2 separate regions of the Sus scrofa genome follow, and region 2 is linked to region 1. Evidence: chromatin contacts called from public HiChIP or PLAC-seq data. All regions are on one chromosome and are shown on one strand. Each heading gives the region's core, a stretch centred on a gene start, on an enhancer-like site or on the middle of the called end of the contact. The rest is flanking DNA. Distances are from core to core; before and after follow the strand shown. Region 1 holds the start of CLN5 (ceroid-lipofuscinosis neuronal protein 5). Region 2 holds the start of FBXL3 (F-box/LRR-repeat protein 3).

The links. HiChIP or PLAC-seq counts read pairs in DNA pulled down with a chosen protein or histone mark.
Region 2: a contact with region 1 is called in an H3K27ac HiChIP or PLAC-seq map of alveolar macrophages. The contact joins the promoter of FBXL3 here to the promoter of CLN5 in region 1. A contact is called at or near these places in 2 of 2 datasets of contacts at active chromatin or transcription factors (alveolar macrophages and skeletal muscle).

What each region holds. Positions count from the first base shown.
Region 1 is chr11:49,103,092-49,107,299 of Sscrofa11.1, forward strand. It overlaps CLN5 (ceroid-lipofuscinosis neuronal protein 5), which reads left to right and starts at 2,731. Exons shown (of 4, transcript XM_005668472.2): 1 at 2,731-2,994. The coding sequence starts at 2,828. It overlaps LOC110255830 (a long non-coding RNA gene), which reads right to left and starts at 2,503. Exons shown (of 5, transcript XR_002336699.1): 1 at 1,877-2,503.
Region 2 is chr11:49,148,625-49,152,636 of Sscrofa11.1, forward strand. It overlaps FBXL3 (F-box/LRR-repeat protein 3), which reads right to left and starts at 2,756. Exons shown (of 5, transcript XM_003357868.4): 1 at 2,049-2,756.

The sequences.
Region 1 (4,208 bases), core at 1,481-3,980:
CTCCTTGTGGCTTCTTCCCATATCTGGATTTCCACGATTAAAATCATTAATCTTGGTGTTCCTGTTGTGGCCCAGTAGTAATGAACCCGATTAGTGTCCATGAGGGTTCAATCCCTGGCCTTGTTCAGTGGGTTAAGGATCCGGTGTTGCCATGAGCTGCAGTGTAGGTCACAGATGCGGCTCAGATCTGGCGTGGCTGTGGTGTAGGCCAGCAGCTGTAGCTCCAACTGGACCCCTAGCCTGAGAACTTCCATATGATGCGGGTGTGGCCCTAAAAAGCAAAATAAATAAATAAATAAATAAATAAAATTAAAAAAAAAAAAACTGAGAGGTTTTTTTTTTGGTCGGAAATCACATAAGTAAGAATGATACACCCACCTGCTGTATAGCACAGAGAACTCTACCCAATATTCTGTGATAATCTATGTGGGAAAAGAATCTGAAAGAGAATGCATGTGTGTACATGTATAACTGCATCACTCTATTGTACAATAGGAATTATCACAACCTTGTAAATCAACTCTACTTCAATAAAACTTTTATAAATGAAAAAAATTTATACTGATAAAAGGTAAAAAAGTTTTTAAAAGAATGAAATACCTCACTTTTGTCTGGAGATTCTCAATCACTTGACACAGAAGAGCAGCCTCAATTATAACCTTTACAGCCCAGGTGCAGAGCTTCCAATAAGGGGTTTCTAGACACAAAATTCCATCTTAGTTGCCATGGAAATAGGACCCTAGGTCCACTTTGTCACCTAGACTGCGCATTGACTCTGTGTGTTGACACACAACTTTGCTTTGAGTCTACCAGAATACTGCTCATTTAAATTTCACCTAAATCCCACCTTACCTCAGAATCCGAAAACTCTGTCTTATCCATTGTTTGGGGAGATGTCACACAGTTCCTCTGTGTGCAGTCTATCACAAAGCAATGGTTGATTAGCCTGATTTTAGTGGACTATGGTACTGTGCCACTATGGTGATCTTAGGCTAATTCGAAAAGGGAAACCAGTGGTTTAAAACTCAGTCTGTAGTTGAGTCCTCAAAGCTTAAAAATCTCAGACTAGAGAGCAGTAACCAGTCCAATGATGGATCAGGCAATAGTAGTCTACAAACATCCTTAGCCTGGGGTGCTGGGGTCCTAGCCAAGAGGAACAGAAGGCAGAACCAGAGCAGAGCAGATGGGAGTTACCGAGAGGCTGAGTTAGGGCTAATATGAGGAAACGTTTTCTCACCATTAGAGCTCCCTGCACACAGAGTGAAGGGACTGCAGACCCAAGAGGGGAGATCCCCGCCACTAACAGAGGTCAACCTGAAGCTTGTTTTTGTAGCTCTGGGAAATCGAAAGTTCCACTGTGGCCCACTAGCGTCTGGTCCTCTCATTTATAAAAGCTATACTATTTCTTGAGAGCTGCTTCATTTAGTTTTAAGCCATGCTGGAGTTGAGGCCCACTCAGAATCCCCCAGGTGCTCCTCAAATCAGACAGTACCTGTCTGTTCACTGCTAGGATGAGTTTTCCTCTCATGTTGAGTGGGTCTTTGGAGAAACCAGTTTAGCTTGGTGATGTTGAAGTGGTGACAGTAAATGGAAGAGGGCTAGGATTGGTGCCACCTAAATTCTTAGGTGAGTGTTTATAAATGATGCCCTGCCTGAACCTGCCCAGAACTCCCCAAAATGGTGGGGCAAGTGGACAAAGGTGTGTGTGTGTGTGTGTGTGTGTGTGTAGAGAGGAACAATTGTCATCAACCCTCAGGAGGCCTGGCAGGAGTGGGAAGGCCAGTGAGGCTCCCAACCCTCCCCGACCCCACCCCACAAGGGTCATGGTGGTCACCTCTGGCCATTGCAGACACCCTACTCATTATAATATACTTACAAATATTATGATGGTTCACTGGTGTTGTGGGTGAAGTGAAGGCGTTGGAAAGCCCCGGCCTAAGAGTTACCTAGGCCGCCCTCTTGGAAAACGAGTGACTGTAAGTGGCCATGCCTTTAATGTACTGTTTCTAGACACAGTCAACCTCTGTACATGAGAACACAGCAGGCCATGAGGGTCTCTTCAGAAGCACAACAGTTGATCCCACTGTTTTCTTGAGGTGGTTGGAGGGTCAAAGAAGACCGAGTACTGTAGAACCTTCTTCCAACTGAAGTTGTAAATCCAAACAAGGGAGGACCTCGGGGAAGGTGGGCGGGGTGGATTGACAGCCTGAGAGTAGCAGCCTGGGCTGTAAATTTTGAGTGTGGCCTTTGTCACACTGGCTTGGTCTCCTGGGAAGCAGTCACTCCCCCATGACTGTCTTCCTCGCTGCACTGACCTCCCCCAAAAAGTCTCCTTCACTCAATGTGTGCTGTCGCCTAGTCTGGGCCCTGAGGGACCAGGTGACAGTTCAGGGCTAGAGAATCCAAAAGTGCCCACAGCTGGATTTTCGGTTTGGTTTTGGAGACTGTGGTTGGAGGGAGGTCAGCCAAGGCTCCACAGAAGCGGTCGTCCTTAAACTGAGACGCGAGGCCAAAAGAACTGGGCAATAACAGTGGAGAAAAAGGTGACCCACGGCCTGCATCGGTGCTCGCGGGAGCCCGCCCGAAGCGCTTTTCGGGTCGCCCAAGTCCAGCAGCCTCCGAGAGGAGACGGGGCCGCGCGGAGACCCGAGTCCTCGCACCCCGACGCTCAGGGCGGCGTCCCCAGCAGCGGGGAGCGCATCCTCTGTCAGGACGCCGGGCGCAGAGGGCGGGGCCGCGAGCGGCCCCGCCGCCTGCGCATGCTCAGCTCGCCTGCCCTCCGCCGTTGCCCGGTTCGGGAGGCACCGGAAGCAGCCGGAGCCTCTTCATGGTGCCCGCCGCGAGCACCGGCCCCGGGGCCGGGGTGCGGCGGTGCGCGGGCGTAGCCCTGGGGCGCGCGCCTTGGAACTGGGGCACGGCCCTGCTCTGGCTGGTGGCCGCGGTGGCAGCGACAGCAGGCAGCCGCTCCCTGCGCCAGTGGCCGGTGCCCTACAAGTGAGTGCGCGGGCGCGCGCGCGGCGGGCTGGGTGTAGGTGGGGGTGTGGCCGTGTGGCTCTGGGTCCAGTCACGCGGCTGTGCAGGGCAGCGCCCGGCCACCCTGAGGGCAGGGCGTGGAACAGGGTGGAGAAATCCCGAGTCGTGGCTGCTGGTTGCGCGGCGCCCTGGGGGCTCCTCTCCTCCCGGGACCTTTGAGCAGGTTACCAGAAGACCTAGGCTCTGGGTGTCCCGAATCGTGAAAGACAAGGGGAGTAATGTTATTTCGCGGTCTGACTTTCGGACACAAATAACTGACTCTGAATAATTTGGAGAGACATTTAGTAACGCAGTTATTGCTATGTCTTGCCCTCATTAGTTATCTTGACTGCATAACATTTGCATGCTCACTTTCCACCTTACGCAGCTGGTCTGTGTTTGGCTGGGACTTCCCGTTTTTTGCACTAAAAGTCTGGTGTCTCGGGAATCCCCTCGCCCGCTCGGTTGGTGACCTCGTTTGTCCACTGTCCTCAGCCTGGAGATAGGACGTTGGTCATAAGCTGAGGACAGAGAGGGCATATGAAGCACATATGAGCCTTTGATCCAGAAGAGTATTGTCGGAGATGGCTAAACAGAGAAAACGAAAGCCTGGTGTCAACCTCAGGCGGGGGAAAGGCCAGCAGCTTTTGAAAGCGCACAACTATTTTGGATGACAAAATAGTGAGTTGGGAGGCAGGATAACCTAGTCGTCGCGAGCGAGTTCTGGACTCTGACCACTGCGAATCAAGTCAGTCTCCACCATCACTAGCTGTGTGACCTTGGGAAAGTTACTCAGTATCTCTGTGCCCACAGGTCTGAGTCAGAAAGTTAGAAATAACTTCAGGTTTGTTGAGGAGATTAAATCTCGTCAATGGCAGCTGTTGTCAATTCTGGATACAAAATTAGTGTCTTCTGCTCACTGAATAGCTTGCAGTGCTTTGTTTTCCTTGATACACGTGTAAAGAGAAATTTTTTTTTTTTGTCTTTTTTTTGTCTTTTGTCTTTTTTGTTGTTGTTGTTGCTATTTCTTGGGCCGCTCCCGCGGCATATGGAGGTTCCCAGGCTAGGGGTTGAATCGGAGCTGTAGCCACCGGCCTACGCCAGAGCCACAGCAACGCGGGATCCGAGCCGCGTCTGCAACCTACACCACAGCTCACGGCAACGCCGGATCGTTAACCCACTGAGCAAGGGCAGGG
Region 2 (4,012 bases), core at 1,506-4,005, 46 kb after region 1:
AGCACTTACTAGACTATGATTAGCTGAACAAGTAGTAAATTGTTATAGAGGACTGTAATATGTCAGAATTATAGTCTATTAAGCAAAAGAAAAAATGTAAAACTAAATGCTAATAAAAATGGTCTTTGTATTATCCTCATTTATGCATAAAAAGTAACCAATCATAGTGGGTGCCTAAGAAAAATTTTAAATGTCAAATTCTATTCCAAGATGATTTCACTTATTCATGCAAAAATGTACACTGCTTTCAAAAGTATTCTTATTAAATCTCTATACACACGAATCTCTGCTACATAGAAAGCTAAACAATTCAGAGCCTCCACCTGTCTGCAAAGGATTAACTCAATGGACTACTTATTTCCTACTTTTAATCAAAATGAAAACACCTCTTGGAGTTCCGGGATAGCTCAGTGAGTTAAGGATATCAGCATCGTCACTGCTATGGCTTGGGCTGCTGCTGTGGTGTGGGTTCAATCCCTGGCCCTGGAACTTCTGTGTGCAGAAAACACCTCTTACGTTTGAACAGGAGTGCAGAAGAGAAGCTGCGCCATCAATGTCTAAGAGACTCTGTGGAGCACCTACACCTCTGTAGAGCACCTAGCATACTTGGCCTCTTTACGGCTCTGGGAGTTCACTTCAAACTACAACTTTTCCCGGCTCCAAACAACTAATGCCACTTCGGCCACTAAAAGTGTTTGGTGAGGGACTGATGCTACTAAGAAGCATCAAAAAGTAAACTAAGGAGTTGCCATTGTGGTTCAGTGGAAACAAATTCCATTAGGAACCATGAGGATGAGGGTTCCATGACTGGCCTCCGCTCACTGGGTTAACTATAGGGTGATGTCATGAGCTAAGGTGCAGGTCGCAGACGTGGTTTGGATCCTGCGTTGCTGTGGCTGTGGTGTAGGCTGGCAGCTGTAGCTGATTCAACCCCTGGCCTGGGAACTTCCATATGCTGTGGGTGTGGCTCTAAAAAGACAAAAAAAAAAAAAAAAAAAAAGGCGAACTAACAGTTTCTGGCCTAGTCGGGCAGCACAGGGAGTTACAGAATTAACTCCTCACATTTCCGGAGTCTCTGAAAGAAGCAGTCAACTTGTTCATCAAATGAAGAGCCTAAGAGAACACTCAGCCATGTGTCCCTCATTGTATTAGGCACTTTTAGCACCCTGCACTTGCAGTGATTTTAAAAGCCCTTTTGTATTTAGCTCTAAAAAGTCTTTCATAATATCAAAATTAGTATGCATTCTTTGGCTGAAATACAAGAGTAAAACATAAAACAGTGCAGAGACTAACTCAGAAATAAATGGTATCAGAGAGTGTGGTAGTGAAAATCTGTTTAGCGGTCATTTGTAGATAATTGGGAATTGACGGCATTTTTGTAAAGATTTCAGGGATAGGAAGACTCTGAAAGATCTGGGCCGCAATGGACAGGATCAGAAAATAACAGTCATCTCATCTCTTAGCTTGGAGGTGCAGGCCCATCATTTAATGGGTTGCCTCCTGTTCCATGTCTGCAATCCCACCTGAAAGGGCTGCTCTCGCTCATAGCAGGCGGGAAGCAGCCCATCACAAGTTGACCAAGTTTTCCACCCGGGGACGCGCGCAGGGGTGTCCCCTCCTCCCGCGCCACTCCCGAAAATAGGCTTTCCCAGACATTTCTCCTGCGCCCTACCCAGGGCAGTCTGTTTTGACACCTTAAAGTCTCTTTTCTCACGCTACAAGCACGGCCGTAACAGACACCGGGAAGAGCCTGGCAGAACAAGAGCTCCACGGTGCCGGTCCCCAGCCCCCGCCGAGGGTAACAAAGCCGACGGCAGGGGCGGCGCTGTCGCGGGAAGGCTGCAAGCGGCCGCCGCACACACACCACGCCTTTTTGACTTGTTTTGAAGCAGACACGGGGCAACGCCCCCGAGCAGGCTCCACCGCCCGGGCGCCGCGCCCCGCCCCGCGCTCCCGAGGGGCGGCCGGCGCGCGCCCGGGACCCCCTCTCCCTGTCGGCCCGCCCCGGCGCGGGCCAAGGTCCGAAGGCCCCGGCCCTCCAACGTTACCTGCTGCCAGGGGCGGCTTCCCCAACACAGCACCCCGGGCTCCGGGGGCGGCTGGTCCCGTGGCTCTCACATGAGGCCCCCGGGGCCCCGCGCCTCGCGCTCCCGCCTCCGCCGCCCCCCGCGCTCCGCTCGCATCCGAGGCGCTGGTCCCGGGGCGGGCGCCAACTCGGCTCCACCTTTGCGGCTCTGACGGCCGAGGGAAAAGCCTCTCTTCTCAGTCCCGCGCGGCCTGCGTGCTTCTGCCGGGACCCCCAGTCCCCTCAAGAGCCGCCTTCAGCGAGCTGCGAGCCCCGCGTAGTTACCCCTGCACCGCGGGCCCAGACACCGAGTCCAAAATGGCGCCCGGACTGACGGCCGCGCGCTTCCCCCGGCGCGTCTCCGTCGAGGGGGGCGGGCGCGTGTCCGCCGCGGCGCGTCCGCGGAGGGCGGGGTCGGGGGCTGGAGGGGGCCGCGCCCAAGCGGGAGCGCGCGCCACCCCGCCCGCCTCGGTGCTTCGTCCTTCTGGTTCCGGGCGGAGTGTCGGCTGCTTTCCTCTCTCTGATGAGACTGCGGCTTTTAGAGGGTTTTTCGTCTTGCAGCGAATGTGGGAGGGCTGGAGCCAGCTAGATGCCCAGGAGACTTTCAACGGTGGAAAGCGGAAAGTTTGAGGAGGTGGAGCAGCAAGAAGAAAGGAGCGAGAGTCTTTAGGGCCGGCCTTAGCCCAGCAGCTGGTTCCGGGCTCGGGGGATAAACAGCAGCTGCTGCAGTTGACACACCTCCGCGCGCCAGGCGGGGCCTCAGAAGGCCACGCCCGCCCCGCGTAACCCAAGTGGGTAAAATACGGGCTCTAATGATACACGCCTTGTATCCCTTAACGGGTATGTCATAATAATATACATCGTGTACACATACGGTGTTTTCATAAACTGCGGGAAATTAAAGCAAAGTGATGACAGTGTTAACGTTGGGATTACAGATGATTTTGATGATGATGATTTATAAATTTTAAAGTATTTTTATTTTTTCAATTTTCCTAAAAATGATTTTTGTCATCAGGGTTATTACTGTTTAACAATCGCCTTTAGGGAATTCCCCTGTTGCTCAGCGGTAACTCGAACCCGACTAGTTTCCATGAGCCCTCGGGTTCCACCCCTGGCCTGCTCAGTGGGTTAAGGATTCCGCGATGTGGTAAGCTGCGTGTAGGTCGCAGCCCTTGCTGCTATCTGGGGTTACTGTGGCTGTGGTGTAGACCAGCAGTGGCAGCTCGGGTTGGACCCTTAGCCTGGGAACTTCCCTATGCCGCGGGCCCGCCCCTGAAAAAACAACAACAAAAACAGCTTTATAAAGTAAATAGACTCCTGAAGTTTATAAATAGCTTTCTGAAACACAATGAGGAAAGTGTAAAGGACTAGATGTCTGCTTAAAACTCTGGTGAAACCTTTGGTAAACAGAGATATGTGTGTAACTGCTACCTAGTTTGTTTTAAAGTTTTAATTTTTGAATACTAGGTTTTCTTAAAGTTAGAACTGTCCTTAGTTGCAAAATCATAACGTGAGTCATGCATCCTCTCTCCTTCGAAAATAAAGCAAGTAGTTTTCCATCCAAATATGTCTTTTTGAATATCTGACCCATGTGTAGGAGACTGGAAGACTGTGATGCCCGCTCTTCTATGACTCCCCCCTCCCCAGATTGAGCTAGGAAGCCTTGTGTAAAATTTATGGTACTCTTCAATGGGGGGAAGGGAGGAAATGCCGCTGTTCTGTTAGGGCTTGGCTGTCTGATCAGCAAGTCAAACTGCACGAAGTTTCTAGAAACAAAATAATGTGGCTGTACCTGCACTGCAACATTGTTTAGGTGCCTCTGTGACTGGATGATAAAGGACAATAGGAAGACAGGCAGTGATAATTATTAGAGGAAGAAAAACAAGAAAATACAGGTCCATTTATTTAAAGGGATGTTAACAGAATAAATGATCAGCAAACCAC